Regions from separate parts of the Sus scrofa genome. Here region 2 is linked to region 1. Evidence: chromatin contacts called from public promoter capture Hi-C data. All regions are on one chromosome and are shown on one strand. Each heading gives the region's core, a stretch centred on a gene start, on an enhancer-like site or on the middle of the called end of the contact. The rest is flanking DNA. Distances are from core to core; before and after follow the strand shown.

Region 1 (3,639 bases), core at 795-3,294:
AAAGGGGGTGGTTCCACACCCCTCCCTCCTACCAAAATTGAAATAACTCAGGCCTATTGGAGGCCAAGGATTCTGGCTGATCGCTGAGCAGTTGCGCATACAGGCAGCATCCCAAAATTATGGATGAAGTGCTCCACAATACCTTGCTGGCCCAAAATTGGTGGGTAATGAACATGTATTTGTGTGACTGTCTTCTCCATAAGAATATGCTCTCAAATACGGTAATATGGACCTTGAAGACAGAGCCTGCATCTTTCTCCTTTTAAACCCCTCAAAACGCCCAGTACCTAACAATATACTCAACTTTTAATTTGAACTGGGAGGCTGTACTGATAAAGAGCAAGAGAAGACAGGAGTTCTGGAATCAATCACCAACTCTGTCAATAACCTCAGGCAAGTCAAAAACCTGCTTGACAGTAAGGAGAATTATTCTGCAGCCTGATATCCAGGTGCACTGAACACTAACAAAAGTGAATATATTTTTTAAATGGTACTGATTATTGATTTAATAGTATTCTTATGCATTAAATATCCACTGATATTTGTCCGCGGTGAAATATATGACTAATTTACAATATGGTCTGAGTTAGGAAATCCCTTCCAATTCTAAAAAGCTCCTTAATTTTCTAAGAATAAGCTCAGGATGATCCAAGAATCACAAATATACCTATCCTTCACCCAGACTACTTAAGTAATTCAGACGGGAGAAAATGTGATGTCACACAGCAGTTCCTGCACAACAAAAGTAATTCCCAAGAATAGTGTGGCGAAGAAGCGGCCCCGGAGGCTCAGCACCCAATGCTCTGGCACGAAATATACTGAAATCACCTGAACTGAGAGGCAGCTCTGAACTATTAAGAAAGTTCTGTTGTAGGACTTGAGAAACCTGCGTCATCCATTCCTCTCTTTGTCCCTAACTAGCCTTAGCTAGTAAGAAGTCACCTCTCCTATCTGTAGCATAACAGGTTGGACTAGGATATCTAAGGTCCCTTCCAGTTCCAACACCCAGGAAAGTCCCCGGTGAGCAGAAATAAAGACGGCTAGAGCCCCGCTCTCCCCGATCAGAAGTAAATTCTTGTCCACCCGTCGATGCACTGCAAAGCGGAACAGCGATTCCCCGCAGGGAAGACGTCCCGCTAAGAGGGCTGGCTATGAAAGGGGCTGGGGACCGGGAGGCTGTTTCAAACTACACCCGCCCTCACTTTGGGAGGAAGGGCGCAAAGTTCCTCCCGCGCACGGGAAAGAAGGCAAAGACGAACAGTGTCCGCCCTGCACGTGTGGACCTTTGGCCGCCCTTACAGAGTGCGAAGGGACCGCAGACTCGCACGCCAGCGAACTGGGGGGAGTGGTGAAGAGAACGCAGGCCCGCGGGGACAGCCGAGGCCCCCGGCCGAAGCTCACTCACCCACAGGCTGCTGAAATAGTCCAGCCCGCGGCAGATGAGAACGCCGACGTGCACCAGCAGCACCTGCACGCCCAGGTAGCTGCCCAGACTGTAGAGGCCGTAGAGGAGAGGGCCGCCGGCGCCAAGCAGCAGCAGCAGGCGGCGGCGGCGCAGCGCCTGCTCACCCAGGGCCTCCACGCCATAGTCGGCGAAGCAGAGTGGCAGCAGCAGTGCGGCCAGCACGATGGGCGTGTGCGAGCGATGCAGGCGCTGTAGCCAGTGGCGGCCCAGGCGCGTCAGCGAACTCTTGAAAGGGTGCAGGAAGGTGCCGCACAGCACCGCCCACAGCAGCGGCCGCAGAAAGGCCTCGAGGATGAAGTAGACAAGCACTGCAGCGCCGCAGCACAGGCACACGAACAGCACCGCCCCGGTGTTGTAGAAGGCCTGCTTGATGGGCTTGTCGAAGCGCAGCGCCAGTGCCGCCGTCCGCGGGGTCTCCCCGCAGCCGCCGCCGCTGCCTGGCCCGACCGCACGCTGAACTCGCGGCGCCCGACCCGGGGAGCCCCGCGGACTGGGCGCCTCGTCAGGGCCGCCGCCGTCGTCGGCCATGGTACCTCTGCAGCCGCCAAGAGGCGGTACTGGGAAGCCGGGAGGGAGCTCAGGGAGAGATGGAGGACGGGCAATGCGCGGCATTATGGGAATTATAGTTCCTAGCTGGCCATTGTGCGCTTATAGGCCCTTTAGGGGACTACAACTCCCAGAGAGAATAGAGCGCGTTCCTTTGCCCTCGGGTTCCCTTCGCTCATTGGTCCCTGAGGAATCCAGGTAACAGGTTTCTGGGCACAACATCTTATGAGACCACAACAACAAAAAAGACTACTCCCCACCAAATACAGTATAAGAGCAATGTATACTAGCTCAATGTTAGTCACAAGGTAGGGGGAAATGTCAGATAACCTTTCCAAAAAATACCCTGAATAGTCATTAAAAAAAAAAAAAAAAAAAAACACAAGACCCCACCCCCACCCCGAAACTCCTTCATTCAGTAGTTAATGCCAATTTTTCGTCAGGCGGAATCCCCAAAGAGGCACTACATTCACAGATTTAAAACCCAGGCTGCTCATTACAATCCGCGAGGGACTACTTATAAAAGACTGATCACCAGATTCTATTTTGTTGATTTACTTAATAAACACTTATAGTGTTTGCCCTGATGCGTTTGGCAGGATTTTAAATAGTGATTCCCACACGGCAGACCCTGCTACAAATGTTTTATTCTCATCAACTCATTTAATCCTTAGAACAACCCTACAAAGGAGGCGGTGTTCTCATCCCTACTTTACAAAAAGAAAAACTGAGGCACAAAGAAGTAAAGTACCTTGTCCAGGTAAACAGCTAGTAAGTGGCAGAGGCAGGATTCAAACTCAGAGTTTGGCTCCTAAGTCTCTTCTTACCTGCTCAGCCAATTAATGGGTCTGACAAGAGATCCTTTGGTATATTTTTTAAAGCTCTTCAGAAGAGTAATGTGCACCTATTGTTGACAACCATGTAGGTGTCAGTGCAGGAGCAATTTAACTCCTAAAAGAGCTCTAAGTCAGAGTCTCAAACTGCTACTATTTCGAGACCTGAGGTCAGGTCAGTTAAGCCCCCAATCCCAATTTTCCCTCTGACACATGGAGTAATAACAGAAACTCCTGTGTTAGAACAGAAAAAGGAAGCTCTGGGACAGTACAGGATGCTCCTGTTCTCCCCTTGGAAAGGTCCTGGGATCCAAGCCTACTACTTATAAAAACACCTTGGACAGCATTTTTATTTAGAAGAGAGAGATAGAGGAAGTGGGGAAGGGAAAGAAGAGGAAGAGGAAGGAGAGGAGGAAGGGGAGGAAGAGGAAGAAGAAGGAAGAAAGGAGGGAGAGAGGAATTCCTTTACCGAGTATTCATAATGTGAGCGCTTTGAAACTCTGCAGGTTATCCCTCTTCTGTTGTCAATAAATTTTAAAACGAAAGAAAAAGTAACTCCTTTCTAGCTCATTTTTGGGTTTCGGATCACAGTTCTTGTTTTTCAAGTGATCTTTGAACTTTTAACTCTGCAAATATTTTGCTGCAGTTGTCCTCCGTTTTGCTTTGCTTCCTAACTACTTTGTCTGGGGCTGCCGAAATTATGATTACAAATTATGGTCACGTTTGCTTTCAGTAACCTTTTTACACTGACTTAAGCTCCCATTTATATAAGAATGATGCCTCAGTCTCCCTCCC
Region 2 (3,639 bases), core at 714-3,213, 190 kb after region 1:
ATTTTTCATCCCAGAAACACCACTTAAGCCTGTCGCACACACCTGACAGAAGCAATACATTCTATAAACGAATCACCCCCAGGGAATAGACAAGAAAGCCATCAGCAATGAGCACTGTCAAAGTTCCCAGGGAGAGCATTCCTCTCCCAGATCGGAAGATGCAGAATACGCCATCCTCTCCATACGCCAGCGATCCGCTCCAGAAGCAGCCGGCTCACCTCTCCACTGCCCCAGGCTCTTCAGGCCTCCTTTCCCAGCTGAATAAAAAAGCTGGGGAACCCGGTCTGGGGGAAGCTGTAACGTTTGAATACTATTTTAAAGACAGCTGCTCTAAGACTGGAATGTGGGCCCCTTTTCCATGAATTAAAAAGGCCCCCAAAGGGTATTATCCTAACAAGATGATATTCCATGGAGAGCACCAGGAACCGCAAAAATAAAATTGCCGTAAATTGAAACAGTCTCAAAATTAAACCTACACAAGGAAACATCAAACCCCAGGCCCGGCAGGCTCTGACTTCCCCATTCAGAACCCTTACAGGTTTCCAGTTCTCTCCTGAAGCCCAATTTCCCCCACTAAATGCTGTCTTTGGAAGTGCCGGTAGGTTATTTCTTTTTTCCCTTGAAACCCTCGGGATGATCGGTAACATTCATCTTAAAGCTCAATCGTTCCTGTGTTCTCAGTCACACCCAAAGATTCCCAAAGGCACCGTCTGCCGCAGCGCCGGGTGCACAGTAGGCGCCCCATTAATGTGCGGGTTTGATTTGATCAATCTGGCCCCTTCGGCTAGAAAGACACGTAGGTAGCCGGCCGCCCTGGCGGGGACCGCAGCGCCAGCCTAGCTCTCCGCTGGAGGGGGCGGGGTGCAACCACCTGTGGGCGGGTGGCCCGGGACTGAGGCCTCCGCGCAGCCGCCCTGGAGTGCCTCCGCGGCTCCCCTCACGCTACCCTCGGAGAAAGTCCGGCGCGCCAGGCCGTGGGCACCTCGGGGCCCACTCCCAACGCCCCAGCAGGGGCTCTGCCGGTGCAAAGTTGGCCTGATGTGGGAGAGCCGATTCCAGACTTAGCTCCCGAGTGGCCCAACCCCCCTGTGAGGAAGCGGGCCAGGGGGGCCCTTTAGGATGGGAATGGGGGGCGGGGGGCGCCGAGATGGGATCAGGAGAGAGCAGAAATGGTCCCCTGGCTCCTTCCCAAACTTGGGGCACCTGACGGCCAGTAGGCGAGGAGGCTTCTCCTCCCTGTCGTCACACCAAGGCCTGGTGGCGACTTTGTGGGGGCAAGTGGGCCACCCCAAGGCATTGCTTTGAGATTTTCTAACCAATAACCCAGCATCAAGAAGGCTGCTGCAGGAACCTAAGGGATGGAAGGGGAACACCGATCACCCGCGCCAGGGGGCGGGGACTTGGGACTCAGGGGTGCGGGCCAGGGATGGGGGCCCCCGGAAGAAGCCGGGACAGGGTGGCCCGAGAGGGAACCAGGACTAGGGAAGCGCTGGCAGAAGGGGGAGGGGATCCCGGAGAGGTGCAAGGGGAGTGCCCCGGAGGGAAGCATCGGGGAAGGAGAGCTGCCCCGGGGGCCGCGGGGTGCCAGTGTCCCGGACCGGCTCCGTCACTCACCGGCAGGTCCACGCTCACTTCGGTCCCGTCGAGCAGGAAGACGCGGCAGTAGAGGGTGGCCTTGGAGGCTCCTGCGGCGGAGATGTGCACGGCCGCGCCGCCAGTGAGCAGGGGCCCGCCGCTGGCTGGGAACACGCTGCCCCCGGGGGCGGCGGGCAGCGTGGAGACAGCGGCGGCCGGGCCCCCCGCGGGCCCCCGTCGCGCTCGTCCCCCAGCCCGGCGGCCCCGCGCCCTGCCGCGCCCCGCGCGTAGCGCTGCATTGAGCGGCGGCCAAAGGTCCGGCGCAGGAACCGCAGCATCCTGGCTGGGGGCGTCCCCTTGCCTCCGCCCCCTGCGCCGCCGCCGCCGCCGCCGCTGCGCCGCCGCCCGGGAGCGCCCCGCGACGCCGTCAGTGCCCGAGACCGCCCGCGCCGCCTCCCGCGGGCTGCGGCCCGGGGCTCGCTCCCGCCGAGGCCGAGGCCGCGCTCCGGCTGCCTGCGGGGCGCGCCGGCCCGGCCAGCGCCGGCTGCGAGTGGCCGCGGGCGGGAGGGCGCGCTCGGGGCGGCCCCGGAGCCGTCCCGCCGCCGCCTCCGCCTCCACGCGCTCTCCCGGGCTGGCGGCCTGTCCTCGCTGCGGAGGGCCCGCTACAGACGGCCGGCCGCGGGCGGCCCGGGGGGCTGCGGGGGGCGCGGGGGCGGGCTGCGGGCTGCTCCCGCGCGGCGCGCCGGCCGAGGGCCAGCCGGAGCAGGGCGCCTGCGTGCTCCTGGCGCGCTCGCTCCCACTCGCCGCGTCGCGCCCGGGCCGGAGGAGGCCCCGCCGAGCGCCCGCTCCCCAGGCGCCTTTTCCTGCGCCCGCAGCCCCCGCCTCCCACCTGGGAGGCAGCACCTCCAGCCGCCGCCGCCGCCGCCGCCGCCGGGACTGCAGCACGCCCTCCTCCCTCGGGGCTGCGCCGGGTATTTGCAAACCGGGTCTGTGCTGCCCCCTGCCGGCCCGAGCGCCCCCTGCTGCTGTAGGTGTGTTCACGTGTGTACACGTAGGTGAGCACACACGTGTTTCCGGCGCCCCGAGCCCTGGAGACGCCTGAGAGTCTCCCCTTGCCTAGTTAGGCAAAAGGGGCCGCCTGCCCTTAGGGGATCCTTGCTCAGGAAGCCAGAGAGAGAAGAGCCTGAAGCGAAGGCTCCACCAGGCCCTCAAGTTTCCCCTCCCGGAAAAGGAGAGGAGTGGACTAGGTAATCAACAAGGTCTCTGCTACTTAAGTTGTCAGTTTACGATCTCAGAGCCAGAAGCGTCTTTTCTGCCACTGCCATCCAATGGACTCATTCCTAATAAGGAAATAGAGGCTGAGCAAGGACAGAGTACTTTTCCAACCTACTACGCAGGAAACCACTTTACCTCAAGGAACTCGCGTCCAGTATCGATTGAGGTAGAGGCCTGCAGAAATAGCCATAACTGAGGAGGCTAGTAAAGGCTGAACAAGTTACTGGGAAGCAGAGAGAGGAGGGTAGTATAGGACAGACACATTTCGAGTATGGGAGGCACAGGCAAGTGTTTACAAACAATGCCCCTCAGACAAGTTCAAGTCCAGGCTCAGGGAGAACTGGGTTGTCCAGTGTGGCTGAAAGGAGGTCAGGCCTCCAGAGAAGAGTAGCACTGCTTTGGGTATGTGTGTGTATGTGTGAGCCTGACACTGGGCTAAGCCCTTCCCATTCATCATCTCACTCAGTCCTCAAGACAGCCTGATTCCATAGAAGATTTTATCCCCATTGTACAGAGGAGGAAATGGAAGCTTAGAGAGCTTAAGAGACTTGCTCCAGTTTCATGGTTAACAGAGGCTTGTTTGCTGGGATTTAAAGCTGTTGCTTCTAACCACTGCCAGGCTGAGGCATGTGACATGATTGGCAAGCAGTCACCGTTTCTGAGAGGCCTCGAGGGAGGCAGTGGCAACAGCAGAAGGGGGAAAGAGAGAGAGGGATGAATTTAGGAGGCATCTTAGGTGATTTCATGAATGATGTTTTCATTATCCTCACTCCAACCCTTCCAGATAGT

Evidence for each region. Promoter capture Hi-C pulls out the DNA fragments that hold promoters and counts their contacts.
Region 2: a promoter capture Hi-C map of liver shows a contact between it and region 1, with 3 times the contacts expected there. The contact joins the promoter of EPB41L4B here to the promoter of TMEM245 in region 1. A contact is called at or near these places in 1 of 5 promoter capture datasets (liver) and 3 of 47 Hi-C or Micro-C datasets (heart right ventricle and liver).

Annotation. Positions count from the first base shown.
Region 1 is chr1:250,179,783-250,183,421 of Sscrofa11.1, forward strand. It overlaps TMEM245 (transmembrane protein 245), which reads right to left and starts at 2,045. Exons shown (of 17, transcript XM_021067267.1): 1 at 1,406-2,045. The coding sequence starts at 1,993.
Region 2 is chr1:250,366,934-250,370,572 of Sscrofa11.1, forward strand. It overlaps EPB41L4B (band 4.1-like protein 4B), which reads right to left and starts at 1,964. Exons shown (of 27, transcript XM_021067313.1): 1 at 1,805-1,964; 2 at 1,615-1,802. The coding sequence starts at 1,913.